Regions from separate parts of the Mus musculus genome. Here regions 2, 3, 4, 5, 6 and 7 are each linked to region 1. Evidence: chromatin contacts called from public ChIA-PET, Hi-C and HiChIP or PLAC-seq data. All regions are on one chromosome and are shown on one strand. Each heading gives the region's core, a stretch centred on a gene start, on an enhancer-like site or on the middle of the called end of the contact. The rest is flanking DNA. Distances are from core to core; before and after follow the strand shown.

What was found. HiChIP or PLAC-seq counts read pairs in DNA pulled down with a chosen protein or histone mark. A called contact is a pair of places that touch in the nucleus more often than the background predicts. ChIA-PET counts read pairs in DNA pulled down with a chosen protein or histone mark.
Region 2: an H3K4me3 HiChIP or PLAC-seq map of embryonic forebrain shows a contact between it and region 1, with 5 times the contacts expected there. The contact joins the enhancer-like site here to the promoter of Arid1b in region 1. A contact is called at or near these places in 3 of 39 promoter capture datasets (the C10 cell line, hippocampal neurons and pre-B cells) and 2 of 115 datasets of contacts at active chromatin or transcription factors (embryonic forebrain and forebrain).
Region 3: a contact with region 1 is called in an H3K4me3 HiChIP or PLAC-seq map of pro-B cells, with 6 times the contacts expected there. The contact joins the enhancer-like site here to the promoter of Arid1b in region 1. A contact is called at or near these places in 8 of 39 promoter capture datasets (the C10 cell line, cranial neural crest, embryonic stem cells and 4 more), 2 of 484 Hi-C or Micro-C datasets (adipose-derived mesenchymal stem cells and myocytes) and 8 of 115 datasets of contacts at active chromatin or transcription factors (SST interneurons, astrocytes, craniofacial prominence and 5 more).
Region 4: an RNA polymerase II ChIA-PET map of memory CD8 T cells shows a contact between it and region 1, with 22 read pairs. The contact joins the promoter of 3300005D01Rik here to the promoter of Arid1b in region 1. A contact is called at or near these places in 1 of 484 Hi-C or Micro-C datasets (CD4 T cells), 3 of 115 datasets of contacts at active chromatin or transcription factors (memory CD8 T cells, pancreatic cancer cells and thymic regulatory T cells) and 1 of 9 other capture datasets (liver).
Region 5: a contact with region 1 is called in an H3K4me3 HiChIP or PLAC-seq map of forebrain, with 8 times the contacts expected there. The contact joins the enhancer-like site here to the promoter of Arid1b in region 1. A contact is called at or near these places in 4 of 39 promoter capture datasets (the C10 cell line, hippocampal neurons, pre-B cells and 1 more), 1 of 15 datasets of contacts at CTCF or cohesin (pro-B cells), 2 of 484 Hi-C or Micro-C datasets (cerebellar granule neurons and cerebral cortex), 9 of 115 datasets of contacts at active chromatin or transcription factors (SST interneurons, astrocytes, embryonic forebrain and 6 more) and 1 of 9 other capture datasets (pancreatic islet).
Region 6: a RAD21 HiChIP or PLAC-seq map of pro-B cells shows a contact between it and region 1, with 8 times the contacts expected there. The contact joins the enhancer-like site here to the promoter of Arid1b in region 1. A contact is called at or near these places in 3 of 39 promoter capture datasets (the C10 cell line, frontonasal cranial neural crest and stem cell-derived epiblast-like cells), 1 of 15 datasets of contacts at CTCF or cohesin (pro-B cells), 1 of 484 Hi-C or Micro-C datasets (cortical neurons) and 6 of 115 datasets of contacts at active chromatin or transcription factors (astrocytes, embryonic forebrain, forebrain and 3 more).
Region 7: a Hi-C map of cerebellar granule neurons shows a contact between it and region 1, with 5 times the contacts expected there. The contact joins the enhancer-like site here to the promoter of Arid1b in region 1. A contact is called at or near these places in 3 of 39 promoter capture datasets (the C10 cell line, hippocampal neurons and pre-B cells), 3 of 484 Hi-C or Micro-C datasets (cerebellar granule neurons, myocytes and ventral hippocampal neurons) and 8 of 115 datasets of contacts at active chromatin or transcription factors (astrocytes, craniofacial prominence, embryonic forebrain and 5 more).

The regions. Positions count from the first base shown.
Region 1 is chr17:4,992,853-4,996,966 of GRCm38.p6, reverse strand. It overlaps Arid1b (AT rich interactive domain 1B (SWI-like)), which reads right to left and starts at 1,893. Exons shown (of 20, transcript NM_001085355.1): 1 at 475-1,893. The coding sequence starts at 1,872.
Region 2 is chr17:4,038,172-4,042,285 of GRCm38.p6, reverse strand. No RefSeq gene overlaps it. Among named protein-coding and RNA genes, the nearest start is that of 4930470H14Rik, 43 kb to the left of the region's middle. Within about 2 kb of position 1,790, at least 33 of the 459 cell types and tissues checked have an H3K27ac peak or open chromatin away from gene starts, as enhancers often do. A contact at or near this core is called in embryonic forebrain, where this site is marked.
Region 3 is chr17:4,175,892-4,180,005 of GRCm38.p6, reverse strand. No RefSeq gene overlaps it. Among named protein-coding and RNA genes, the nearest start is that of Gm41516, 15 kb to the left of the region's middle. Within about 2 kb of position 2,320, at least 10 of the 459 cell types and tissues checked have an H3K27ac peak or open chromatin away from gene starts, as enhancers often do.
Region 4 is chr17:5,796,468-5,800,581 of GRCm38.p6, reverse strand. 3300005D01Rik (RIKEN cDNA 3300005D01 gene) reads right to left here and starts at 1,925. Exons shown (of 3, transcript NR_045081.1): 1 at 1,822-1,925.
Region 5 is chr17:4,218,655-4,222,768 of GRCm38.p6, reverse strand. No RefSeq gene overlaps it. Among named protein-coding and RNA genes, the nearest start is that of Gm41516, 28 kb to the right of the region's middle. Within about 2 kb of position 1,973, at least 10 of the 459 cell types and tissues checked have an H3K27ac peak or open chromatin away from gene starts, as enhancers often do. A contact at or near this core is called in forebrain, where this site is marked.
Region 6 is chr17:4,274,822-4,278,935 of GRCm38.p6, reverse strand. No RefSeq gene overlaps it. Among named protein-coding and RNA genes, the nearest start is that of Gm41516, 84 kb to the right of the region's middle. Within about 2 kb of position 2,090, at least 18 of the 459 cell types and tissues checked have an H3K27ac peak or open chromatin away from gene starts, as enhancers often do. A contact at or near this core is called in pro-B cells, where this site is marked.
Region 7 is chr17:4,296,285-4,300,398 of GRCm38.p6, reverse strand. No RefSeq gene overlaps it. Among named protein-coding and RNA genes, the nearest start is that of Gm41516, 110 kb to the right of the region's middle. Within about 2 kb of position 2,113, at least 21 of the 459 cell types and tissues checked have an H3K27ac peak or open chromatin away from gene starts, as enhancers often do. A contact at or near this core is called in cerebellar granule neurons and myocytes, where this site is marked.

The sequences.
Region 1 (4,114 bases), core at 644-3,143:
ACATCCAAACTCCACCAGCCACGGCTGTCACAAAGCTAACCTCGGTTTTTGGGTTTTTTTTTTTTTTTTTTTTTGGTTTTTTTTTTCCCCCTGCCTCCTCCTCGCAAGGGGAATGGGAAACCGACCGAGGCCCGAAGAGAGAAAGTTCCTCTCTCCCCGCGCCCACTCAGGGCACACCGTGGGCGCCGGCGGAGTCAAGCCGGGCCCCGGAGCCCGCTGCCCCGAGAGCCCTCCCCGGGCGGGCGCGGCCTGGGGCACCGAGGTCCCGTCCCGGGCCTGGCACGGGAGCGCAGCGCGCAGCAAGGGCGCGGGACACCCCGGCTCCCCAGCCCCGCCAGCTCCGGCCCCGGCCCGGCGGCGCCGCGCCCCCGCCACCCCCGCCAACCGCCGGGAAAAGTACCCGGCGAAGAAAGAAAGTCGGGCTCGCGGCGCGAGGCCCGGGCGGAAGCAGGCCCGGCCGGGCGCGGGGGTTACCTGGGATCTGCCCATGGTCGGTCCGGGGGTGCCGGGGCTCATCGCCGGGTGACTCCTTTGTTGCGCGGCCGCCCAGGCCGGGCTGGCAGCGGCGTACTGGGCGCCTAGGTCCTTGCCCAAGCCCATGCCCGCGGCCGCCTGCTGGCCACCCGCCGCCGCCCCCGCCGCCGCCTGGGACTGGGGCTGCGACGGCGGCGGCGGCGCGCTGGAGCTGCTGTAGTCGGGGTAGCTACCGCCGTAGCTCCTCATCATGGGGCTGGGTGAGGTGAGCAGCTGGTTGAGGGTCGGTGTAGCCCCCGACGGGTGCTGGTTCTGGCCGGCGAAGCGCTGGAAGCCCCCCGCCGCCGCCGCCGCGCCGGCGGCCGCCTTGCTGAGGCTCGCGGCCCCGCCGCCCCCGGGGCCCATCATCATGCCGCCGCCCTGCTGCCGCGGGGAGCTCAGCACCCCGTACCCCGAGGACGAGCTCCCATAGCCGCCGCCACCGCCTCCTCCTGCTGCTGCTGCTGCTGCCGCCGCCGCCGCGGCCGCCGCCGCCACAGCTCCGGCTCCTGCTGCCGCTGCCGCTGCTCCTCCTGCTCCTCCTGCTCCTCCTCCTCCTCCACCTCCTCCGCTGCCTCCTCCTCCTCCGCCGCCGCCGCCGCCGCCGCCCGCGCCGGGCCGGCTGTAGCCCGGATAATGGTTGTACTGGCTGTTGGGGTACCCTTCGTGGGAGTTCTGCAGGGGGTCCATGCTGCTGGGGGCCCCGGCGGCGGCAGAGGCGGAGTGCATCATCCCCATCCCGGGGCTTTGTTGTCCGCCATGTTGATCAAAGCAAGGCCCAGCGCGGCCGCCGGGGCCGCCGCTAGCAGGGGCAGCGCTGCCATAGTAATTATTAAACTCCGAGACGGCCGCTGGGCCGCCGCCGCCCCCGGGCACGGCGACCGGCGCGGGCTGCTGCTGCGCGCCCAGGCCCGGGTGCTCATAGCGGCTGCCCGCCGGCTCCCCCATCTTGGGCGGCGCGTCGTCCTCGTCGCCCGGTTTGCTCAGCAGAGGCTGGCCCTGCGGGTCAGCCTGATTGCCCGCGACACTGTCCTTGGCGCCTCCATGTTGCGGCTGCTCCATGTCCGGGCCGGGCTGAGGCGCGCCGCCGCCCGCACCGCCCAGGCTGTTGTTGGCAGTGGGATGCTGCTGCTGCGGCGGTGGCGGCGGCTGCTGCTGCTGTGGCTGCGGCGGCTGCGGCTGCTGGAACTGGTTTAGCTGCTGCTGTAGTGCGTGGTGGTGGTGGAGGTGGTGGAGGTGGTGGGCATGGTGGTGGTGGTGGTGGTGGGCATGGTGGTGGTGGTGCTGCTGATGGGGCGGTGCAGCGGGGGCCTCGCCAACGGCTTTCAGTTTGTGGTTGGGGAGCAGCCCGGTCTCCATGGTCGAGCCGGGGCCCGCCGAGGAGGAAGAGGCCGCGACGGCGGCGGAGGAGGACAGCGCGGCGGCGCTTCCACCCTCCTTGAGAGCCGCCTCGGAGCGGCCGCTCTGCGCGCTGTTGGAGCTGGCGGCCGCCGCGGCGCTCGCGCTATGGGCCATGTTCAGGTCGTGACGGGGGTGCAGGGGGTGGTGGTGCACATTATTCAGGCCGCCGTCGCCGCCCCCCAGGATGGGGCCCGGAGCCGCCACCGCGCCGCGCGCGCCCGTCTCCAGGTCCCGGGCCCCGGGCGCCGGCCGCGGCCCCGAGGGCGCCCGCCGCTCGCCGCTGCCCGCCCGCGCCCGCGCCGCCGCTGCTGCCCGCGCGGCCATGATCGCCGCGGCGTGGCGCGGCCGGGCGGGGTGGGGGGAGACAATGTCCCCACTCGCAGCCGGCCGCCCCTCCTGCGCGCATCCACGCGGCCCGCGGGGAAGCGCGGTGCCCTCCCCACCCCACCCCCCGCAGCCCCGGGCCGCCCGCCGGGGGCGCGCCTTTGCGCTCGGGGGCTCGCGCCCGCTACGGCCTGAACGGGCGGAAAGTTTTTTAGTTCCGCTTGCAATGAAACTTTTCTCTCTCCCTCCCTCACTCTCGCTCGCTCTCTCTCTCTCTCTTTTTCCCCCCTCTCTAACCCGGATATGGGGGGGGGGGGGAAATGCACGACTTGCCTGAGCCTAATCGGGCCCAGCGCGGCGTGAGGGAGCCGAGCGAGCCGGAGCAACTATTATCCGCTTCTCTCCGAGGGCTGCTGCGCACTCGCAAAACGCGGACTGGACTCGGCCCCGGGCGCCGCCGCTGAGCGCACGTTCGCCCGCCAGCTCGCCCCGCTCACCCGGCTGGTCTCGCCCGGCCTGGCGCGGAGGGCCCGGCCCGGGGGAGCGAGGGGAGGGGGGGGGGAACCGGCTGCCGGCGCTCGGGGCCCGAAGCTGCTCGGTCCCCTCGTGCCTCCGGTCTCCCTGCCAACCCGCGCGCGGCCCTGTGTTTGTTTTCACGTCTAAAGGGAGCGGTACGAAGGTGGAAAACGAGTCTGAAGAGCAGACAAAAGAGGGAGAAGGGGCTGGGAAGCAAAGTTGTCTGTTGGGCCTCAGAGGTGGCGAGGAGCCGGTGGAGAAGAGAAACACTCAGGCAGGCCGGGCAAAAGCACTCGGTCTCTCTCAGGAGTTATGTAATTTTTCACAACCTTGGCCTCTGCGCCTGAATTTCAGGCCATCGGCTTAATTCCCACAACTTCATCCAACTGAGAAATTATGAAAGACTTAAGTGAAGGTTAAGCAGCAAAGACTGCTGTGCCGTGTACACAGCAGGCACTCAATAATTGCTTATGATTCACCACTCCGATCTAAGGTGGTGTTTATATAACTCTTTTTAAAGGCACCGGAAGTAGGTATGAAAACTCCTAGCGTTCCCCATGGAGTATTTTTCTTATAATGCGTTTGGGTGTCCTCGAGTGTGTAGTGTTAGCTCCACACAGCATTCAGGGGACGTTTAACCATTGGTGCAAAACCAGTGCCGGCTAAGGTTTATCTTGGGTCTTCATAAATCTAAGGACGACTTTCATCATATTTCAGAGGTTAATGTGTGCAATTAACCCTCTTGATATGAGTTCACTTCTAAGTAATGGGAAACAAAACCAAATAGATGTATTTAATAAACATAAAATCAATAATAATGCAAACAGTCTAATCCCAAAGCAGAAATATGCAGTACTTGCCCAGTTTTTAAAAGGTGCCTATTGTTTTAGCAGAATAATGTTTTACACATTATTATCATGGAGTAACTAATCTCTGACTGCCTCTGGTATCCAGACTTCTTTACCTAAGCAACAGCTCAGTTATGCTAGAGTGGACTGATTTGTGTGAGAGAACGCATTTGAAACCAAAGCTTCCCAGAGGTCAGGCTGAAGGAATATGCTAGATTCCGGTGCACTGTACTTTTCCAAAATCATTCTTTAGCCGCTTGAAAAAACTATTTTAGCTTATGTCAATTGCCTTGGTTGTGTGCTAGGCCAAGTGTAAATATTTTACATGGCTAAACAGAAAATTCTAGATATTGAGTGGGCTGTAGTAATGACTAAATGGAGAGAAGAGAAGCAGGTATATATACCCCAGGGTCACTGTAGAGTATAGGGACAGTCCATGACCCTATAGAAACAGCTGGGGAGCAGGGAATATATCCATGTGTGTGACGGAGTGACAGCCATAGGCGAGTGTA
Region 2 (4,114 bases), core at 541-3,040, 950 kb after region 1:
AGGAAGGGAAGATTAATTATAGCTCCTAATTTGAGGTTATAGTCCATCACTGGGGTATGGAGGTGGTATCATGGCATCGGGACTTTGAGGCAGCTGGGCCATTACATTCTCTTTTAAGAGGCAGAGAATGATTGACAGATGTCAGTTTCCCTTTGTATTTAGCTCCAAACCCTACCCCATGGAGTGAAGCTACTATGTTTGTGGTATGCCTTCCAACTTCAACATACCTAATCGAGATCATATCTCACCATCAAGCCCAGAGATTTGTTTCCATGGTAATTTCAAATCCCATCAAGTTGACAATCAAGATTGACCCTAACCCAAGTAAACAGACACCTCAGCAAGATGATTGAGAAGCCAAGGGATGATACAGTCTACTTCCATTTATTAACATTCCCGTTTAACTCCAGTTCAGATTTGGAAGCATTCTTTATGTGTAGTCTGCTAGGTTAAATGAGATTTATGTTAGCAGCTTTTGCATCACAGATGAAAAGTAGGGCATAGCAGGAATCTGGATGAAGCAGAACACATTATTTTGTAAATGTGGGATTGTATGATCTCTATTTTAGAAGTCTGCAGTGATGGGGTGGTGACATGGCTCATCAGATAAAGGTGCTTGCCACCACTCCTGACAACCCTAGTTCAATTCCAAGGACCCACGTGGTGAAAGAAGAACAGGAATTCCTTTGATCTATACATGCATGCTCCCCTCACACACACACACACACACACACACACACACACACACGCACGCACGCACGCACGCACGCACGCACGCACGCACGCACACACGCACGCGCACACGCGCACACGCACACACGCACACACGCACACACGCACACACGCACACACGCACACACGCACACACACACACTAAATATAATACAAAAGAAGTCTGAAGTAAGGAAGTTTGGTTCAGAATGGGAGAAATCTTTTTTTTTTAATCTATAATTCTTCTAGTGGCTTAAAAATTATTAAAATCCAATAATATAAAGCCCATTTTTGAGGCTAGTAACTAATGAAATCGCCGTGAAGGAAAGGATCTTGCTTGTTATGAAGTAGGTTAACTTCCCTTTCTTGTAAAAAAAAAAATTGTCAGAAGAGCTATTTTTATTTATTCTCAAGGTGAATTTATAATCCTTATCTACTTATCATTCCAAATAGACCCGTCATCTCACTTTGAACAAGGCCCAGGAGATCAATATCAGGCTGAGCTGCGACCCCAGTGAAAGATAGAGAACCATTCATAGCAAAGAAAAATGACAATTGCAGTCACTAGCAGGTGTTGCCCCGGCCTTTTGTCTCCAGGTCGGAGCAGTTTTGTATAACCATGTAACTATCCTTATATGACTCTAAGCAGAGTAAATCTGGGTTTTAAAAATTGATTGTTGCTTTGCCTTTTTTAGAACTATTCATTTGGAAAAGCCAGAACAAGACCCTGTAGTTAGAAACTTAAGCGAATCAGACAATTGGATAAATACACACACAAAGAACAGGACCCACTGGGAACTAAAATGGCTACATTTTGTAACACTATAATTTATAACTTGCATAGCTACAAAAGGGACATGAGATTCTAAATTACCCTCCTTTTATTTTTTCTTTTTAAACCACAGTACATAAGTCATGTCTTCACAGAGAAGCCTGCAAAATACTGATGTTATTTCTTCCTCTCTAAGGAAGGTCTCTGAAAAGATTGCCTGTGACCTGCTGCCCCTCGCACTGATTTGGGTATTGTCAGCTGCTTGGTTAAGGGCTCTCGCCACTCCCAGCCACTCATGGTCCTTCATTTCAGGCTGTATGATCAGCATGATGTTTTTGTGGGAACCAAGCCACCCTATTGCTGATTGCAGAGCCCCTGAACCACCCTTGGCTCTTGCAGCCTCCCAGTTAATGACAGCTATGTTGAGCTTCCCAGACTGCTCTAAAGTGTCCTTGAAGAATTCTGTTGGCCGCTATTTTCCAGCCTCAGTGCTGGTGTGGGCGGACTTGCCAATTGCCTGCCTCCTTATTTGCTGATTGCTGGGCATGTGTTTGCCTCCTTGTCCTCTGCGGAGGTTTGGATTGGTGAGTACAAAGAATGCAGGGGTTCAAATTAGGCTGGGTTTCAATGGGTGGTTTGGAGATCTTCAGAAACAAAGTAACAAATGCCTGTTAGCTCTTCAAGTCTTTTATTGGACAGCTTGTAGCCATCCTGGCAGAGAAACGTACTGGAAAGAGATACCCATGTCCTCTGTCTGGCAAGCTGTCTAGGAAAACAATGGTTCCCTAAAAAAAAAAAAAAACAAAAAAAAAAAAAAACAAAAAAGGGATTTGACAGGAATCTCTTGCTAGGGAGGGGGAGGGGGAGAGGGAGGGGGAGGGGGAGGGGGAGGGGGAGGGGGAGGGGGAGAGACTGAGACAAGCAGCTCAGTAAAAGCCAGAGTAATAGCTCGGCTGTGGGAAAGAGATTTTTCTGTGTTCTAACAAGTTTTCAGATTATCATGTAGGAGAGGAGATGAGCAGAGGCAATGCTGAGTCAGTAATTCCAGGGCTGTTTAACTATGCACACCTTTGCCCCCAACCCCCATGTAAAACTCAACCTCTCAGCTGACAGATATGGGCAGAAGTGGTGATATTGACCTATATCATGTGAAGATAGGACCTGTCAGTCATCTAGATATTGTACATCACACTGGGAAAATTCACAGACCTCCACAGCTTGCCGGACCACAAAGAGTAGGGAACACAGGCAAGGGCAAAGGGTCCATTTCTTCATTTCTTTGCTCAGTGAGCATATTAAAAGGTTTGTATGGAATATATCTAATGAGATGTTTTCCTATGTGTTCACATTAGCATTGAGTGGACAGAGACCCAGCTCCATTTACACCTTTACCCTCAACATCCCAAGGGGTTCTCCTGGGTTCTTAGGGAACTAGTCTCAGGCCAAGCCAAGATGAGTGACTTAGATGCCGAAAAAAAAAATTCAGAGCAGGAAGTATGAAGTAAATTTGGAGATTTTATTAGAAATCTAATATCTCCCAGAAGCACAAGGGTTCAGGAGAAATGGGGGTGATTGGAAATAAAGAGCGGGAAGCTTGGCTGTGGGCTTCTTTCAGCAAGAGTTGTTGACAGCAAAACAACCAAGTGTGAATATGGAAATGATAAACAGGATTGATTATCTTGGCATTAACCATATATAACATTTTGGTGCTGACAAAGACACATAAAGACTGCTCAAAACACCTCCACTGCCATTTTCCTCCTTCCTCTCTTTTGCTAAGTGCAGTTATAAGGTAGTTAGTTCTGGAGAGTTCTTGGGTGAGGTTATAATACAGTAAGTTAAGACAGAGGCACTAGAGTTATGCATAGTGACAGGTGGGTGGGTGCTGCCTAACCCTTCTCTGTAAATGAAAATGTTTTCTAGCGAGAATCTTAGAAATTTTCAGGTTTGTAGCTGGGAAAGAGAAAAGGTATTGAGTGTAGTCTGTGCTGAATTCCTTGCTTTTCTACTGGAGAGAGATGAGATGTCAGCCAGGTCCTAGGAAGAAGAACTCCAATCATTTCTCATGTCCCCATAATTTTTCCCATTTTTATATTCTGTCTAAACTCCTGATTTCTCAACCTTTATGGCAGGTGTCCTAAGCTCCATAAGCCTTACCATGCTGGACAGGGACGCAGACCTTAACTACTTGGAGATGGAACATCTAAACCTTCTTGCACTCAAGAAGATACAATAAGCAAGAGACTGGAGATCAGAGGGGTATCATTTGAAAGCTATCTGAAGGAGAGACTGGCATCACTCAAGATATCAACACACACACACACACACACACATACACACACACACACACACACACACACACACACACACAATAAAGCATACCACAGATAGATCTGACTAAGATTAGCATCAGAGAGAGCAGAGCCTCTTTATCAGGAGATACCTGACAACCAGAAAGACAGAACATGTCAGAGCTTCATTTTGGGTGCATAAATCTTGGAATACTGAGGACATACTGTCTTGGTTACCCAGTATGTAATATATACACACCACCTCAATCATCCTACGGATTCCACTTGAGCTTATCAGATCATGGAAGATAGATGTCTCCAACTTAACTCCTTTATTTTG
Region 3 (4,114 bases), core at 1,071-3,570, 820 kb after region 1:
CTTGTCACTGAGTAAGTGGAGTTACCATTCAACAAGAGAAGAAGAGACAAAAGAACTGCCTGGAGAGGGAGTATCCCATGTGAACATTAATGATTTCCTAACCACCAAACAGAGGCCAGGGCTTTATAAATATGGCTATAGATAACTAAAGAACCAAACAGGGACCTAAAGGACAACTGGATGCTTCATCTGAGTTTTTTTCCAATGGTTTTATAAAGGTCTTTAAAAAATTTTCTCAGAGGAAATAATCCATGAGAATTATGATACATAATTTATTTTCTTATATATGTAGGTTATATGGTTGGAGTCAGAAGCCAACATGAGACTAAGCAAAGAAAGTGCATAATAAGAAAGATATCTGAGATATCTATCTATCTATCTATCTATCTATCTATCTATCTACCTACCTATCCATCCATTCATCCACCCACCCATCCATCCACCTAACTGCATGTGCCTCATTGTCTGTATATATACCATATGGCATATACCATATGGTGTATATACAGAGAATATATGGAAGCCAGAAGAGGGCGCTAGAGCCTCTGAAGTTGGAGTTACAGGGGCTTGGAAGTCACCTTATGGGTGCTGAAAACTAAACCCTTGTGTTTCTACAGGAGCAGCAAGTGCTCTTAACTGAGCTATCTCTCCAGCCACTCATTCCATTTTTAAATGTTTGGGGGAGGAGGGGCAGGAAGTGTGATGCTTCCAGAAGCAATTGAGAAGCAGCCCTCTGAGGGGCTGAATACAAACCAGATGGGCTTTAACATCAAAGAAACCAAACTAAATAAGAATATCAATGTCAAGTTCAGATTGCAGGACATGATCAAAGATAAATTACACTATCCAGAGTGAATAATGAGTTGTATGAGTGTGTGTGTGTGTGTATGTGTGTGTGTACATATGTGTATGGGGAGTTAAGAGGGCAATACTGGGTATACTTCTCAGGCAACACCTATTCCGTGTTTTTAGACAAAATATCTCAATAGGACCCAGAGTGTTTGCCAATTACACTAATTCACCAGAATTATGGCAAGTGCCACCATACCTAAACTTCTTACCTGAGCACCGGGGATTGAACTCAGGTCCTTGTGTTTGCTTGGCAAGCATTTTACTTAGTTTTCTCCCCTACCCTTAAATAATGTTTTAAATGGCAGAGAAACTATTTCTCTGTGTCAGCTAGAAACTCATTGGCAGTTTTATTGAGATGAGTTTTTCATAATATTAGACTAAACTGGATGTTCAATAGATACTCAATAACCACTTTCTGGACCAGTGACAGAATTTTCACTGAAGATTGAACAAAATAAATGTGATTGTTTTCTATGAACTCTGAGTATAAAAGGCCTCCATTTATTCTGTGATCCACATACACCTGCAAAATCAAGACAGCAGCTTTTAGCCTTATGTAAATCAAAATCATTAAAGCCTAAAAATGTGCTAACTCTAACAAAGTTTGGTTTAATGATTTTTTTTCCCTGTCGAGTTACTTTGCAGGGACTCAGAAAATGATGAAAAGATTATAACTGGAGAAGAAAGAAAGGCTATTTGGAGGGATATGCAAGAAACTGTATGTTGAGTGCCCTAGTGTAAGTGTGGGTGCATAGGACATAGCCAGCGAGGAGTTCTGCCTTTCCATTTGAAGACAGAGCCAGAGTCTTGTGCATGCTTTGCACATACTCTACCCATGAGCTACATCCCAGGCCCAATCTTAGCACACATCCCAGATCAAAACATTTTCAGTTCAAAGGCAAGCTGAATGGTTCTTGCAAGGCATGCCTACATAGAATTGTTTGGGAATTAATCTCAAGGAATTAATTTTTCTCTGTCAAAAATATGTTCAAAGAAAACACTGGTGTGAAAGGCAATAGAGTTGAATTATTGCCATGATAGTGTTCTATTTCCTTGAAATCCTGCTATTCTGGAGAGATTGTCAAAATTATCCTCTTAGGCATTCCATCTTGTGATAAATAGCACATACCCCAACCTCGGTCATACATACATAACTACCGCTGGAAGGGGAGGGATAAAATGAAGACTGTGGATGACAGAATTGTAGGTGGCTGCTTCTCTTTATGTCAGCAAGCCTTACAGGTATGCCTCTGCCGTCTGTTTTGGTCTAGTGCCTGCTACAGCAATGTGAACAGAAATGTAATTATACTCTGTGAATAGTTGATGTAAACATACAAAGGGTGAGCCACAATCAAGTCTCTTTCCCCCCCCCCCCATCTCTCCTTTCAAGTCTCCTACAGTAGCAGCGTGTTGGTTCTCAGCTGAGTAGCACTTGTATCAATTAAACAGTAACTAATTCAAGTACATTTGCAATCTGTGTTTGAAATGCCAGCCCATACAGTAGTTACCAATTAAGCACGAGGCAGATTAATGGACGTATTGTTCTCCTGGGCGAACTCCAGCACATTATCGTTAAGCGTGTAAGCCCCAGTGAGTGAAAGGCTTCTGTTTAAAGGGAAAGGAAAACTCATGCTTACCAAGAGAAAAGGAAAAAGAAAGTTGAGTGTTTTATAGCTCAAAGAATTATTTAACAGGAAGGTGCCGTTGGAAAGGAGAGGAAATTATGGTTGTTTGGTATTTTTCTCCATCCCTTTATTTTGTGTAAATTTGATCAGTGGAGAAAAATAGTGGTGCAGGATGGGAAAAGAATAATAAGAACAGATCAGCTAGACAAATGACTCTTGTAAGTTCTCAGTTCCTAAAACAGATGCTCTTTCTAGCTGGCTACAGTATATCATTAGCTCTAGAAATCCCAGAGATCAAACACAAAGGTAAGCGCCACAGAGATAGAAATACTGTATTTTCCCTGCAGAAACTGTAACATTTGCTTGCTGCTGTCAGTGTGAGGCACCCTTCCGCCAAAGACCAAGTATTCAATGAAGTCAGAGAATTGTGCCTGGGACAAGATGCTCAGTGGAAACCAGCTTATGGAATAAAGGTTTATTTTGACCAAATGGTTCAAAGCTTTTAGGTGTCAGGCAGTGGTGGCACACACCTTTAAACCCAGCACTTGGGAGGCAGAGGCAGGCAGATTTCTGAGTTCAAGGCCAGCCTGGTCTACAAAGTGAGTTCCAGGACAGCCAGGGCTATACAAAGAAATCCTGTCTCGAAAAAAAAAAAAAAAAAAAAAAAAACAAAACCGAAAACAAAAAACAAAAAAGCTTTTAGCCAGTGATTAGCTGGCCCCATTGCTTTTATGCTTATAGTGAGGCAGATGTAGAGACAGTAGGAACAGAACAGTTCCCTCCTAACATTGCAACAGACAGGAAGCTGACAGAGAGGAAGAAGCCAGCCTCTTCACACATCCTTCAAATGTGTGTTCCTGACCCACATCCTCCAAAGAGACCCCACCCCCTAAAGCTTCCATTGTCCAAACAGCACCACAGGCTGGCTCCCAAGCATTCAGCACAAGGCCTTTGGGGGCATTTCTCTTTAAGCTGAAACAGTCCATTTTGAATTACACGCTTATGCTTTTCAAAACCAAGTGCAATCGTTGCAAATAAAACTGTTTCCATCACTCACTGAGCATTTAATGATTATTGTAGCGTGTGTCAGAACAAGTTGAAAGTGGTTGAGAATCGAACAGAAGCGATTCATTTTAGTTCTGTACTTTGCACAGATTCCTGTGAACACTTCTGCTCTTCCACGACCCAGTCTTCTACTTCATTGAACCCCACTCCCACCATCTTATGCCATCTTGCCATCTCATCAGACCTACAGAAAACCCAATGCCGAGAAAGACATTTAACATTTTCTTAGTTAGGAACAACAATAACAATAACAACAACAACAACAGTTTATCTTATGTGCTCTTTTTTCCAGGGCACATCATGTGGTTAAACACATGGTAACCAAGTTCCCACGGTGTCTAAAATCTATAAGACTCACACAGTTAATTGTATGAGTTAAATATATAACACTTGAATATGACCTACAGGGCCAGCTGTTTTCTAAATGTATCCACAGGCTAAGCTTTCGTTTATAACCATTTCCTCCCTGCATCTATCCCCAGACATGGTGCTACCAGCCAGAGTCTGAGTCTGCACTACACTATTTGCATATCTCACAAGGATGCTTAATGGTAGTTCATGAATGTGTTCAC
Region 4 (4,114 bases), core at 676-3,175, 800 kb before region 1:
AGAAAGGAACTGAAGAAGAGCTTAGTGTCAGCTCTCCCAGCACAGTCCACTGGTTAACCTAGGACTGGCCCAGAGCTGTGCATCTGGGCTCTAACTAGAGGTTTGCAGAAGAGGCAGTGAGAAGCAATCTCAGAAGGAAGGCCACTTGGATGGCTTTCTCCTTTCAAAAGCCTCTCTAGGCGATGTGCTCAGTCCTCCCTGTGTCCTCTGGCCTTTCTTTCCCCTGTGGGCTTTCAAAGGTAGCAAGTGACTCATACATCTATGATTCATGTTGTCCAGTGAATTTAAAAAAACAAAACACAACCTCTTATATTTATTGGTTTCTCCTTCCCCCTCCTCTCCTCTCCTCTCCTCTCCTCTCCTCTCCTCTCCTCTCCTCTCCTCTCCTCTCCTCTCCTCTCCTCTCCTCTCCTCTCCTCTCCTCTCCTCTTTTGCTCTTCCCTTTCTCTTCCCTCCTCCTCCCCCTCCTCCTCCTTCTTCTCCTCCTCATCTCCCTACCTTCCCTCCTCTCTCCCTCTCTTCCCCCTTCTTTAACAAACTTCACTTTCCACTGCTTGGCTGTCGGCATCAGCCTCCCCATTTGCGTACCTTGTAGCCTCCAATAGGTTTGTGTGGCCAGGCTGAGAGACAGCGAGGAGAGGGCTGAGAGAAGCCCTCCTCGTCTGGGAATGGGGCACTGAGTGCCTCTCCTGCTGCCTTTCGCCCTCATCCAAGTGCAGTATAGGCGACCAGCTACCAGCTAGACTTCTAATCCAGCTCTGGATTTCTTCTGGGCCTAGGGTCCAGCCCTCAGTGTCAAGCCAGGAAGCTGGAATCCATTTCCTCTGTGACACAAAGCTGGATCCCATACCTAGGCAGTTCTTTAGAGCCACAACACCAGCACGCCAAGTAGAGAACGAACGATCTCTGCTCGACCTACCCACGATCAGCGTTGACAGACAGATTATGACCAGTACTACTGTGGGCCAGACTTGAATTGTTGGCTACGTCCCATGGGGAGGACAGGGTTGGGGTGGGAGTGGGTGGGGACGGTGTCATCCTGTGACTCCATTTCAGTGGTATCCTGGCACCGAGAGCCAGATGTCTGGAAAGAAAGGACTCTGGACTGTACATTTGCTGATTCTCATGGAATGAACACTCTTACCAAAGCCATTTTTGAGCCTTCCCCGTATCAACGAGTGAGTCAGGAAGCTGCCCAGTAGCTCATGGTTATATAGCATTCCCTATACACAGCTAGAAAGTATGTGAATGACCTGGGCAGCATCAGTAATAAGAAATCATACTTAATAAGTGACATAACTAGCTTGTTTATTACCCTTCTTTTTAGCATAACTTATCCATTTTGTAAATTTATGTCATCTAACTTGTAATAATGGCTATGTCATTAACCAGCTTACAGACTTCCTGAACCATCAATTCGGGTCCTCTGGAGACTATTTGGGTCATTTTCAGCACAGCAGCTGGGCTCGTTGCTTGGCCCCATCTTTCCTAGAATTCAGCGGCATTTCACTCACGGATCTCAGGGGTCCTGCCAGCCAGTGGTGCCACTGCTCATTCTTTTGATACATATGACAGCTAAGTTTCAGTCCTTATTCTGTTTGACTTCTCAGGGAGCAGGACTGCCCTCCCACTACCCGATTTTTAATACTATACAATTCTACCATTTTGTTTTGTCTTTGACAGCTCTTCCAAACTTTTGTTCCTCTATCAGTCCCTTACCGATGGTGTCTCTCAGGACACGGACAGGATTTTTTCTGGTTTTCTGTTCTCCTTTCTCTAAATCCACGTGTCCGGGATCCGTACTTCTAGTGCCCATCTCACCTTTGAACTCCAGTTGTGCATGTGCAGCTTGCTGCTGCATGGCGGCCCCTGCTAGCTCGCTCGCTCTTTATCACTTCCTCATCAGGAACTCCAGTCACCCACGTGCAGCTTCCTGCTGCATGGCGGCCCCTCCCGGCTCATTCTTTATCACTTCCTTGTCCATGCTTGAGTGGCTGCAGCCCCTGAGTGCTCAACACCTAATTGGTGATAGCACAGCACTAATAAGCTGCAGACTCACCACTGAAGCTCACTGAGGGTAAATGATGTCACCCTCTGCCTGGTGACACAGGCCAGAATCTTTGAGTCATCCCTGGATCGCACCTCTGCCACTCATTGATGCCTTCCTTGTCCATCTGCTTCTAGCCTGGCTCAGCAACCAGAAGCCCCAAGTGCCCTCTCTATTCCTCAGACCCGCGGAATTTGAATCCATCCTCCCTCCACACTGCTGGGAGGAAGGTTCGGAAGCCACATTTCTGATGTTGCCACTTCCTCTTAGCTTTCCAAATGACATCTGTGCTTCTCAGCAGGTAACCTAGCACCTGTCCGTTTCTTAAAGGCATTCTTGTCACCAGCGTCCTCAGACCTGAGCTTTTGCCACAGGGACCTGTCAGTTTCAGAACTCCAATGCTAGTGCTGTTCTGTGGACTTGGAATCCTTTCACGCCATGCAGCCAAGACCATTCACTCCTTCACTGATTTGGATGTTTTGTTTGTTTGTTGTTTGTTTGTTTGAGACAGGGTTTCTCTGTATCCCTGGCTGTCCTAGAACTCACTTTGTAGATCAGGCTGGCCTCAAACTCATAAAAATAAGCCTACCTCTGCCTCCTGAATGCTGGGATTAAAGGCATACATCACCATGCCTGGCCTAAATTGGCCTTTATAAAACTTAGTTCAGAGGCTACTTTACCAGGATAGCTGTGTAGGTAGGAACCAAGACAGCATAGAGGTTAAGTGTGTGTGTGTGTGTGTGTGTGTGTGTTTGTGTGTGTGTGTGTGTGTGTGTGTGTGTGTAAATGCCTCATTTGATTGTCCTGTAGGCATGTCTGTGGGACATTTTCTTGATTAATGGTCAATGGTGGGTTTGGGGAAGGGCTGCCCATTGTGGGTTGTGGACGCTGCCACCCTGCACTGGTGGTCCTGGCTGTATAGGAAAGCAAGCTATGTAAGCAAGCCATGGTCTTTCTGTTTCAGTTCCTGCCTCCAGCTTCCTGCCCTGAGCGCCTGCTGTGACTTCCTTCACGCTGAACTCTAACCTGTAAGACAGACTACAGTTGACCTTTTCCCCCCTCCAGAGTGGTTTTTGGCCATGGTCTTCATCAGAACAATACAAGCAAACTAGAGCTGGCCCCTGTCTCCACTTGTACTCTGTGTGGACTATGACATTTTGGAAACACATGATAGGAAAAGAAATGGGGCCATGAAAGCCTTTGACGGCTACTCTGGCAGCCTGCCACTCAAGTGCTTGTTGGCTTTCTGCCATGCCCTGGATCTGGAGCACTACCCAAGGGCTCATGTCATTTAGTCTTGTTCTCCATCCTGAGAGTTGACGGACTCTAAGGAAAGAGACTGAGCCATTGTGTATGTGTCCTTGAAGGTGATATTGGAAACCCAGCCTCCTTTACTCTCTCTCTCTCTCTCTCTCTCTCTCTCTCTCTCTCTCTCTCTCTCCTTCCTGGCTGCTGTGAAGGAAACGACAGACTTCTACCATGCACTGTGCCACTGTAAAGCCCAGAGCAGCAGGACTAGCTAATCAGTTTCAGAGATCTCTGGAATTATAAGACAAAGCAAACCTTCCTAATGATGCTGGGGGTGGGTCTATGTCAGCGGTAGAGCACCTCCTTAGCATGAACACCTCCGTGTATTCTCCAGCACTGCAAAACAACAGCATCAAAACCCAAGTTCTCTCCTTTAGGCTGTTGAGCCAGGTTTTGTGTCCCAGCAATGGGAAGTTAACACACCTGGGGAAGCTAACGCATTCCTCCCTGGGTGACTCTTCTCTGACTTGGCCACGCTAAACCAGAACACAACCATCTCTCTATTAGTCTCTGTGCTTCTTTGGAAAATGAGCTCTTCAATGAGAAGCCTGTGTCTTTTGTCGACTTGTCTCTCTGGCAGCAAGGACTGGGTGGAGTCTTTAGGGAGTAGCTAATTAAGTGTGATGGTGACTGAAGGCAGTAGCTGAGGGAGGGGATCCTGAAGCTGAATCAGAAGAGTGTCACCTCTCTCATGCAGTGTGACTTGGGCCCATTATTCTGCCAGGTTGCTGCTTCTTGGGTGAGTGGGAGGCTGGGGTG
Region 5 (4,114 bases), core at 724-3,223, 770 kb after region 1:
GAGGATGGTGGCCAGCAAACCCCAGCCATTCAGCCCTCTAATTCTACTTCAAATAGTACTGAGATCGTGGGCGTCTGTGTATGACCCCATCTGCGTTTATTGTTACATAGATGCTGGGATCTGGACCTGGATCTCAGGCTTGGACATCAAATGCTCTTAACTAGGGAGCCATCTCTTCAGACTTAGAAAAGTTTAAATACCAGACATGTAAAATGTAAATATAGCCAACTCAAGAGCCTTTTCCTTTCTGGTGTGTGCCTGACATGGAATAGGGGCAATCCTGGTCTAAAGGGAAAGGGGGGAGGGGAAGGGAGAAGACTTGCATATCAGCTAGGAATCTGCAGCAGACATTGCAAGGTAGAATTTCTTAATCACTTCCAATCTCTCTGGAACCAAATCCCGGGCGGTTGAAAAACCATCCTTCACAGTGAGACTCCCCATGGCCTTTCTGTTCAGCAGAGCCCAGGAGGAAGGATGGCTTAGTAATTGCTTGCCCTGTCTAGCTTTACCTTGACCCTAACCAGGCACATTACCTCAGGCCCAGAGGCCCAGCACCTAAATGAAGTGCGGCTCAACTCACCAGGAGCTCGGGTCTCAGCATTCAGAATCACATATAAAAATGAAAACTTGTTCCCATATGTCTTTAAACCCATGACGGTTACTGCTGATATGATACTGCAGGGGAAAATGACTTAGATTTTTGTTGGGTAGATAGATTTGGGGGGGGGGGTGTCTCTCTGTGCAATTTTCTTTAACATAGTGGGGTTTTTGTCACTGTAATGAAAACTGCCTTCAGTCGAAAAGAAGGAAAAAATAAAAAAGAAGGAAGTGAGGAAGAGAGAAACAATAGCAGCCTCGAAGCCAAATTTTCCAAATAAATTAAACACTTTTTCATGACACAAGACATATTAGAAACACTGGCCAAACCTTGTCCTTGAAGGTGTGAAGACCCAAGCTCTTAAAATTAATGTAAATAGCAGTATTCTCGCCACGGGCATTAATCCAGGCCGTTGAATGCAAGGGAAGGGCGAATATAGAAGGAAGAGCACACAAGAAAAGGTCATGTGTTTGTAAAATCTTAGGGAAATTGGTGCAGCTTTGGAGAATAGCACCCTTTGCTCATATGTCTTTATAGCTATTGCATAAAATGAATCAAGGAGAGAATCAACAGAGAGCAGTTTGCAAGTGTTTCACTGACACGAGCAAACATGGATTTAAAAAAAATATATGTATAAGCTCTGAGATCTGTGGTTTAGCCTAAATCCAAGGCCAACAAGCAGGAGGGAGGCTGGGATCTATTTTTAGCCATCAGAGATGTGACCTATGACAAGTCACTATCTATAAATATAAAACTCACTAGCCGCTCAGTTTATTGGCGAGATTGGATGAAGTGGTGCATGTGAAAATATTTTTGAAGTAATAATGTGCTGATCCGAGATTAAGTATTATTAGCATTGGGAGTAGTGGGGGGCCGGGGCAGAGGAGTCAAGGAGAGGAGGCGATTGCTTCAGTTCATCCACTCCCGTGGGAACTGTGCACTTAGTTAGTGAGGAAACGGGGCCATCGGTGTATGTGAAAGCCAGAGAGAGACCATGCGCACACGGTGAAGTGTTTGTGAATGCAAAGGGGATGGCCCTTTATTAGGCCGTAGATATGCTGAGTTTCAGGTTTCCACTACCAGGAGACTTGGAAAACTTGAAACTCAGCCTAACTAGAGCTGCCAATGGCCTCTAATGAAAATTTCCATTTGGAGAGACTAGGTGTTGACTTGGCATGACACCAAACAAGCAGGCTGCTGCAGAATTTTACACCAATTGTATTTCTCCTAATTAAACCCTGTCTGACCTCAGCATTAAGAAACAATTTGTTTCAGGATATAACCAGCACACATAAGCAATTACATTCTGTTTGCCCCATTAGCATCGTTTGGCTCCTTTGCTATCCAGGGCTGCTACCGAAGTGAGTGCTACCCAGCAGCCAGGGCTATAAAAAGCCTGGAGTGTTTGGAGATTTTTTTCCACCCCTCATGTGAGGAACTAAGAATATCATCATTTTTATTCCGCCAAGCCAGAGATTCTGGGAGCAGTGTGCTTCTGTGTTTATTATAAGGGAGTGTCTATATATATATATATATATATATATATATATATATATATACATATATATGAATATTTTCTATGAGTTATAAAGCTCAACTGGTAAAAAAACAAATGAAACTAAAATAATCTTGATTTATAATAATCTCGGCTTATTTGGTACACCATGGCTCATGTTCACATTCAGCTTACTTTTTCATAGCTGTCAGACTTGGTAAATTTAAATTTGGGGAAGGGATTAAGAAAAAAAAAACAAAAAACTTTGTCATAAGGATCACACACAAGGTCCTGGGAGGCTAGAAAAGCACTTTAGCACTGAGCTGTATACCCTTCTGGATTTTTAAACAGAAAAAAAAGAACCTCAAAAGCATTGCAAAAGAGGCATTCTATCCATGTAAGAGACAAGGAACAGAGAAGGCCCTTCATATCTGAATACTCACCAAGCTCACCAAGAAAGTTCATATGAGTGATAGGATCCTGACAGGAAAATCTGATCTTTCTGGACTTGCTCAAGAAACCTGCTAGCTTTAAGCTCACCCGTGCCCTGCCTGAGGGATTTCCTGTGGGAAGCAGTTGTAGATACCAGCTGGCTTATGAGCAGTGCTCTGGTCTCCTTGGTCCTTAATGTTGCTCAGGAGAGCCTGGACCATCCTGCATTCTTACTCCATACTGACTTCTTTCTTCTGGCATCCTGGGTCTGGTAGCCAAAGTGGAAAAGTTAGGAAGAGTGGTATTCCATGTAGGAGTGGTGACAGAGAGAGAGAAACACAAGAGAAGCACAAGGAACAATTTCTATGTAATCTCTCAGCATATGTGACAAGATGGCGCTATCCCTGGGATGACTACTTAGCTCTAGTGGCTTGGATGAACACTTGCCTTTTTTTTTTTTTTTTTTTTTTTTTTTTTCTGTGAGAATGGGAATAAAGCCATCTCTCTGGTTTGTATTTCTCAGAGACTGGATGGGAATGATCATCTGCGAGAGTGGAGAAAGTTTGATGCTGTTGATTCGGATGGGGCATGCTTTCCCTTCCGTGCACTGTACTGATGTGTGCCAGAGCAAAATGATTGCATCTGCTTGCTCCTGAAGAGAGCTGCTCTGTGAACCAAGAGCACCTTCTGTTGGCAGCTAGGTCTCATGAGCCTTAAAAAAAATAAAGGCCGTTTTCAATACAAAATCAAACAAATGGAGTAGTAAGTGAAGACTTTTTTTTTTTTAAATCAGCCTTAGTAAGCTATTGTGATTGATAGATAGTCACTCCTTCCTCCTGGCAAGGTTGACGCCTATTGTATAGAGTTACGTTGTCCCATCCTTGCTAAATCCTGTGCATATATGTCACTGAAATGATGCATGTCTACCAATTCATGGTACATAGCCTGTAAGCAGGTATTTTAAGACATGGGGTGTGAAAGATGGCTGATTATTGTAGGAAAGGAGCCATGTTCAGATCAGAAGACTTTATTTAGTATGAGACATTTCGTGACCATGAGGCTCAGAGGAGTCCCTTAGCCTTGATTGGTAGCAGTCTTGTCTCATAGAGCATTTTGTCTTTTCTATTAGCCACTTTGCATTCGCTGACAAACACTTCTATCTCTCTCTCTGCCTTGACCTCACATTCTCAACTCTGGTCAGACAGTTGCTCAATGCTTCCCTGAGGTTGCCAACCACATTGGATCTTTTCTATGTTGTTTCTGTGGTCCCTTCCCACTCATCCCTTTTTTTCTAAAGCTAATTAATAGTCTTCTGCTTTATCTATGGTTACCAAATGGATAGTGAATAAGTCAGTTCTCCAGATAAGGTTCAAACAGAGAATAAGTGGTTACTTTTTAACTTACAGAAAAATACAAGTCTCTCTGTGTCTCTCTGTCTCCATCTTGTCTCAATCTCTCTCTCTCTCTCTCTCTCTCTCTCTCTCTCTCTCTCTCTGTGTGTATGTGTGTGTGTGTGTGTGTGTGTGTGTGTGTGTGTGTGTGTGTGTGTGTGTGTTGGTGTCTATACTGGCTAGTTTTGTGTGTCAACT
Region 6 (4,114 bases), core at 841-3,340, 720 kb after region 1:
CACTCTTATTCTACAGGAAAGCTGTGACAGCTGTCTCCTTGGCTTGAATTCCATTGAGTGCAGGCCTGAGATGGGAGCTGTGGTAGCCTGCAATTGTACATACAGACATATTCCAGTCCAGTCTTCCTTGTCATTTACTAAAACTCCTTAGTGGCTATATTTTGCATTCCATTCACCATGCTGAGCCTCAGCTCATTTTCGGGGTACAGAAGAAGCCATATGTAGCATGACCAGAGCAGGGACTTCCCCATGGACAGCAGAACTGGACCAAAATAAAAACATTTCATCACTGGGGGTGGTATGTAGGGTATCTTGCAAGAAAAAGTTTCTTTCTGGCTTTGTGTTTGGCTCTGTGCCTCAATAGCTAGGTATGAGCAAGCTCGTCATCTGGCTGAGTCTGTTTTTTCACTTGGGGAAAAGAGAAGGATGGGGAGTCCCTCAGAGCCACTCCCATGGCAACTGGGAGAAACAGCCTTCTTCTACTGGCTTGCTCCTCTGTGCTGGAAACCTCAGTCATGCTTCCGTCTCTCCTGGCTGTGAGCCAGATGTAGCACTGTCTCCTGCAAGTCCAAAAAGAACATACGAACATTCTAGTCCATAGAGCATACTCAGGGACACTGGCAGAAGTTAGGGTTCTTAGCATAAGAAAAGCAGCTTTGTTCAGGAAACACACACACACACACACACACACACACACACACACACACACACAAAAGCCTCCTCCAACCTGTCATATATCTGCAACCTCCATATTTTAGAAGAAAATCTGTTTAAGGGATTCCCACCTTAAGCCTGGAGCAAGCATCTCTTGCCTTTGTTTAAGCAAATCCAAGGACAGCTTTTGGCTTCCATGATGGTCAGTTTTAATTGTCAACTTGACACAGACTGGGATCACCTGGGAGGAGAGTCTCAAAGTTGAATTGTTTAGGTAAGGCTGGTTGGCAAGCCTATCTGAAGGGGTTGTTTTGATTGTATGAATTGCTGTGGGAAGACAAGGCCGAGAGTGGGCAGCACCATCCCCTGGTGATAGCTCCTGGATGGCATGAGTAGACACAGTTGGGTAAAGTCTAAGTCTGTACATAACCATTTCTTTCTGCTCTTCCCTGTGGACCGTAACCAGCCGCTTCAAGTTTGCACCCTGGCTTTCCCATAGTGGAGGATTTTAAGCTAGGACTGTAAGCTGAATAACTCTGCCCCTTTAAAGTTAATCACTGTCAGGGCATTTTATGAAAAGAGGACATTCACCTTGCAGAAAGATTTGTAGTACAATGTCACAACACTGTCTCTGAGTGATGTCCCTCTGTCGTCTCTGTCTCCTTGCATCTCTCTGTCTACAAACAGGCATGGAGACAAAATGATACTATTTATTTTGCCTGTCATTTAGACCATATAGATTTAACACCTCTCTCTCTCTCTCTCTCTCTCTCTCTATTCTCTCTCTCTCTCTCTCTCTCTCTCTCCTTCTTGTTGCCTTAAATGCATGCATTTTGGTTTGCCTGATGAGTTCCACCCAGTCCCTGCATGAATCTGTTCATTAACATTTCATGAAGTCAGTGCTTGATGAATTCACAAGCCAGACCTGCAACTTCCTCCCTGGTTTTTGTCGGTTTGTTTGTTTGTCCTGTTGAAAACCTCAGCACCAGCTTTTCGTACCGATGGATGGAGGAGATAAATCGTCCTGTGCCAGCTTGTCACCTGGGAGTGACAGAACGCCAGCTGCATCCCCAGGAGTCTTCTCTTAGGGGATGTGATTTGGGTGAAGCAGTGGGTGACTTACTGTGCAGCTGACTAAGAAGGGACTCTTTCAAGATGGTAAACATCACAGTACATCATAGCCAGAAAGATGGTTTCTTTCCGTGTGTCTGTCGGAGATTTCTGCAACTGATGTGAAAGTCAAGATTCTTAAGTACGGGGTTTCTTTGAAGGGGAGAGTCAGAAATTGGGAAGGAAATCCAGCCCTGGGGCCTCTCAGAGGATGTGGCCCAGTACCAGTCTTGTTCCTGCTGAGAGGTTATTTTCAGACATCTCCTCACTGAGGCTCTTAAACCACAAAAATTCTATATGTAGGAACATGGAGGTATGGTTTTTGTCTTTAGCATACAGCCTTTTGAGCTAATGGGGAAGTGCATGATTTGAGAGTTGGGGAAACACATTATGCAGTAATGATTTGTGGGGATAAAAAAATAACTTTATGAAACCGAGATTAAGAACACTGAGAAGAAAGACTCTGTCAGCATACAGACTCTCCATGCTGACATGGGAGGGTGGTACTTATGAGCTAGCATTAAGTGCTTCCTGCTCAATAATATATGCCAAGTAGTGAGGAAAGACAACAGAGCAAAGAAATAAGTTGACCCAAAGGCCTCACTACCCTCTGTCTTAATTCCCAACATGCTTGCATTCTATCACTTCTGCTAGGCATGTTTGCATATACATGTGTGTGAAATACATGTATATGTTTATGTGTGTTCACATATGTGGTAGAGGCCAGAAGGTGATGTCAGTATCTTCCTGCATCATGGTTCACCTTCTATAATGTGTCTGGGCCTCTTGCTATACCTGGATCACATCAATCTGTCAAGTACATCTAAGCAGCTTGTCCTGAGGATTGGAAATGTATGTGGGCTACTGTATCCATCCAGGTTTTGCATGGATAAGGAGTTTGAAAGCTCCATCCTCAGTGCTTACAGAGAAAGTATCTTATCAACTGAGACATCTCCTCAGCCCCATGGTAGACATTATCATGTTCCCAATATAACCAATAACAAATATATCACTTGACTGAGTGAAACCAAGGATCAGATGATACAATGTGTTGTCTAAATTATATGTGTATTTTCTTTTGGGAAATATGTAATATCATTTTAGGGAAACAGAATTTTGGGACCATATACCTGTTAGATGATAAGTCTGAGTTATCAAGGTCAAGGAAGATTTTGAGGAGTGAAATCCATGTGTCAATAGAGTAAGGGAGGCAGCGATGGGAAATGAGGTCAGAGAGCTAGTCATAAAACATTTTTGTCAAGCCAAGGCAGACACTGAGTTTCATTGAGTAAGATAAGAAGTTACTCAAATATGTTGAGCATGGGAATAAAAATGATCTAATATACTCTGAGGATCACTCCTTCCTGAACATTCCCTACCTCCTGTCCACCATATTCTGATGCTTGTATAAATCAGGTCCTAGTAAGTGAGATGAATCTACATTAGGACTTCAAAAACAACAAACAAACAAACAAACAAACAAAAATCACCAAGGCTTTTTTGGAGGCTGGTTCACTCTTGGTCATCTAATTTTCCTGACAAAATTTGTTGAAGAAAATTATCCCTATGCTATTGAATTATATCATTCACTGAATCATTTTTGTCAAAATTAGCCATACATTTCTAAGTTCATTACTGATTTTTATTTTACAACATAGATCTATATATTTGTAATTTAATAGTAACAAATTGTGAGTGGGTGGGGGAGGGTAGGGGGGACTTTTGGGATAGCATTGGAAATGTAAATGAAATAAATACCTAATTAAAAAAATTAAAAAAAACATATATTATAAAATAATGTATGTTAGAAATATGACTTTAGCTGGGAGGTGGTAGTGTACATCTTTAATCCCAGCACTTGGGAGGCAGAGGCGGATTTCTGAGTTTGAGGCCAACCTGGTGTACAGAGTGAGTTCCAGGACAGCCAGGGCTATACAGAGAAACCCTGTCTTGAAAAAACAATATATATTATATATATAATTTTAGTTTTATTGTCCAAATCTTGAAGAATGGTTTAGATTCTTTGTGCTTCTGTATACTCTTTAGAATCAGAGTCTTAAAAAACAAAACAAAACAAAAAACAAAAACAAAAACAAAAACAAAAACCCAAACCAAACCCAAAACAAAACAGTATTAGAATTTTGATGAAACTCTATATGCCAAGACTCAGAGATCATCGAGAAAGGGGAGATGGAATGATTGTAACAGCCAGGTGTGAGAAAGAACCCAAACAAAACAGTATCTTCTAGACATGACAGGATTTCCCAACTCATGAACTCACACTACTTTGTGCTTGCTTGCATAAGATCTGTGCAAGAGTGATCAGTCAACATTTCTGCAAGTTTCTGGG
Region 7 (4,114 bases), core at 864-3,363, 700 kb after region 1:
ACTGTATGAATGGGAGAGAGCAAGGAGGAAGAATCCTGATGCCTAGTTTACGGTTAGGTTGGGAGAGTTACACTGGGATACTCCTGTGCACGTTCACATCCGGGCTCCACCAGATTTCTAAATTTATCCCACAAAGTGGACTGGAAAAGGGGGCAGGGCGAACGGGAGAGCGAGATGAGGAGCAGGCATGTTGCTGGCTCTAGAGTCAACTAACTTTGTAAGAGCAATGGCACAGCTTTTCCAGGATTGAGTGTGTAGCCAGTCTATGAGGCACTGTGCCTATATTGGCTGTGTTTCACACAATCCTGAAATGTGACAATCACCATACCCATTTTACAGACAAAATAAACCAAGGCTTAGAAAGGTTCAGTGACTTGGTGAGGTTCACTTAGCTTCAACTCACAAGTATCTTCTGGCTTGAAAAACCCTGCTTTGGACTGTTTGGTTTTCTCTGGATGCTGGGGATGAACTCAGGGTCCCCACGTTAACCTCTGATCTATATCCCAGAATCCTTTCACTTTTTATTTTTTAAAGACAATTTCTCGATAAATTGCCCAGGTTGGCTTTGAACTCACTCTTTAACCCAGACTGACCTCAAACTTGCAGTCCTCCTGCCTCAGCCTTTGGAGTAGCTGTGATTATAGCACCATGCCATATCCCAGGATTAAATGACCCTGCTGCTTTACAGGTGCACTGGGCCTAGCCAGCTAGCACTATATATATATATATATATATATATATATATATATATATATATATATATATAGAGAGAGAGAGAGAGAGAGAGAGAGATTGGCTTGTGTAGAGAGGGTTAAGCAGAGTGAGGGGGAACAGAGGAATGCTGTCACTCTCTTCTACCTAGGGAAGTAGCACTTCTCTTGCACATGGGGGAACAGTGTTCCCAGCATGCTAGTAAATGAACTCATGGGTGGGAAGCCCTTGGATCTCCTTAGAAGTAAGTGACTTAAAAAAACAACCAAAACCAGCCATTTGTATTACCCTTGTAGGTGATATGGTTTCAAATGGACAGAGAGCACAGTTTGTCTTCTGTTCAAATTGGCAATCCCTTCATGCCATTCTGGGAATTAGTTCAGAACTGCCTGCAGGAAACATAAATCACCTTTCATGCCCGCACCATTTCCTAGCAGGCCTGTATTTTCCCAGGAGGTTCTTTCTCTGTAGTAGATAAAAGTTTGCCTGTATTTCATGTGTTCTCACTTCATTGTGCTCCTCAGCAGATACCAGGCTGTGTCCATCATCCCAGGCAATGTTCCAGACACTTAAATCCAAGGTGGTCCCCTCTAAACCCCACTTCTTCCACTGAGTACCTCTGTCACTTTTATTGTTATCAGGGGGCATATTCTCCTTCTCAGTGGAAGGAGAGGCACGTTTGTGAATATGTGACAATAACCCGCATGCAGCTCTCTGATTATAAATATCAAGTGTTATGAAAGTCCCATCAGTGCTCTGATCAAAGGCACAGGGACTCACTGCTGAAGCAGCAGGTGACGGGGCACAACCGGAACAAAGGAAAATGCTGAGTAGACACGGGTTCCCAGGAAATTTACATTAAAGACTTTTGTCTGCTGCATTTTCAGCTGAGCTTATGAAAGGACTGAACCAAAAGCAGGCAAAGCCATTGATGTTACAATGGTACCTGATAATTAACAATAAGTTCAAGATCTACTGATCGCTAACATTCCCCATGTTTAGCTGCTAATGCAGACAACAGTAAGTGCTGGCTATAATAATCACCTTTGGCCATGGAGGGTGACAATAAACTCCTCCCATTATTTCCGTTGACCACATCCCTCAGGAAGATATTGTGCTACGTGCTGGGAGAGGTGCAGATCACAGAAAGAAATACAGAAGCTAATGTAGAGTATTTGCCTAAGCAGTAAAATCTTCTTTCCTTTATCGGAATAATAATATTAGTTTTTCTCAGTGCTGTAGCAAAAAAGAAAAAAGAAAAGTAAAGAAAAACCCCAATCCTCTTCAGAGAGAGGGGGGGTGGGCAATTTAGAAGGCATCATGCTGGAAGCCGTGGTAGCTAGAGCTGATTGGTCTGTAGTGGTTGGAGGTTTAACAGCTGGCCACATGACCGCAGTGGACAGAAACTGGAGATGAGATGGAAACAGGGTGGAGCTATTGCCCTCAAGGCTTGGCACTTGGGAGCCTGCTTCTATAACCCAGGCTTCAACTTCTAAAGATTTCACAGCCTTCCCAAAATGACACCAGCAGCTGGGAGCCAAGTGCTCAAACACAGGAGCTAGTGGGAGCCTGTGGCAGACATGGGAGACATCACACCCAAACCACACACAGGAGAGTAACTAGTTCTGTTCTGAGACCCACTGGCTGCTCAGATAGGCTACAACCATTATTGTCTTCTACAAAGCAAGGAGGCAGATATAGTTAGTCATGGGCAATACTGTCTTCCACTTAAAAGGTCATGGATTATGTTGGTATAGAATGATAAATCTAAGAGAAAGAAAAAAAATGAATTTGTCTCTCACAAGCACCTCCATAGAGAGCAAAATTCATTAGGGACAGTTTTCTATCAGTCCAAATCTAGAAGTTTCTGTGACCAGCAAGGGTCACTTTGTCATGACTTCCTGACATGGACTCTGAGGACAGAGGTAGTATCAGACTGAAATGAGATGAAACAAAGCTCACTGCAGTGCCTTGGGAAGGTTTGAGCGATGGGTGGGGCTCAAGGAAGCTTGGGCAGCATGGTGGAGGCCAGGATGCCTTTCCCCACATCTCTCTGTGTGCCTGACATCCTCAGCAGCAGCTCTGCTTCCTTCTAGAGCTGTCTCATCCTGGCTGGCCTCTTCCTTTGTGCTGAACCCAGAGTCCTGGTATTAATGATAGCCCAATTGCCAACCTGAGCCTTCTGGTTCCAGAAGCAACACTAATGTCTATTGAGCATGCCTGAGTTGACTGCTTGTTCCTCTTCTGACTTTGGGGTTCAGCTGTCCCTGGGAACCACACACCAAGTTCCACATGGCTGGTTTCAGTGCCTCACTAACACAGTGTAATACTGCCTCACGACTGTCAACCTAAAGTCAGGATTGGTCAACAAGCCAGTGCTTGAGCATGGTTCCAAGGCATGGGTGTCATAAGCCTGTGCCTGGGAACCAGCCAGAGATTAGCTATCTGCTACTACCTAGTGCATCTGTGTGACAGACACAAGTTTCTCTACTTCCCCTAGCTCTTTTGCAAAAAATAAAATAAAAAATAAAAATAATATCTATGTGCTATCACTGGTGAAATATGAGATCAGATACACATAAAAAAAGGTTCAGCATGGTTCTTGGCACAGAATTAGTTTTCCATAACAGATGGGCAGCCAGAGCCACCCCTTCTGGCTGCTTTCCACAGATTCTGTAGTTGCCATCCCTTTCCGTTTCTTTAAGCTGCCGACACCTGCCATGTTTTGCATGTGATACTTAGGTCAGGCCCTGCTAATCCCAAAGTCTCCCTAGGGTCCAGATACAAATTGAAGCCTCAAAGAAGGCCCGCTGCAAAGACGCCAGGCATGGCACATTTTAGAGGCATATTTGTCTTTTTAGTTTAAAGCTCTTGTCTGGAACTCAATGTTTCTGCCCAATGTTCTAAAACTCACCCTTTAACTCTACTGCCAAACTTAGGGAACATGTGTTATTCATTCAACTTATTATCTGCTAAATTGCATAAAGTTCTTGGCAAAGCAGAAGGCCGTTGTCCATTTTCTGACTAGATGTAGATCCTAGCATAGTGGACTCTGAGTTTCTGGGGAATTCCTGATAGGGAGTGTGGACCTGTTGCTGGCCTCCTCGCACTGTGACTTCTTTGCTTCTCATTGTACCTTAGGATTGGATCTTGTGTATTTCAACATGCATTAGTTATTTCTCGTGTGACCAAATAACTGACAAAAATGGGACTTGAGTGAGGGAAGGCTTATTTTAGCTCACATTTTGAAAGTATGCTATTCACCCTGGAAGGCGACAGCATGGTAGAAGGCAGCTGCGCGGTAGCAGGAGTGAGTAGCTGGCACTCCTTGCTCCTTATATCTTGGTGGGCCAGGAAATCAGAGTGGATAAGAAACAGGCCCATGCTACCTTAGCTCTAAACT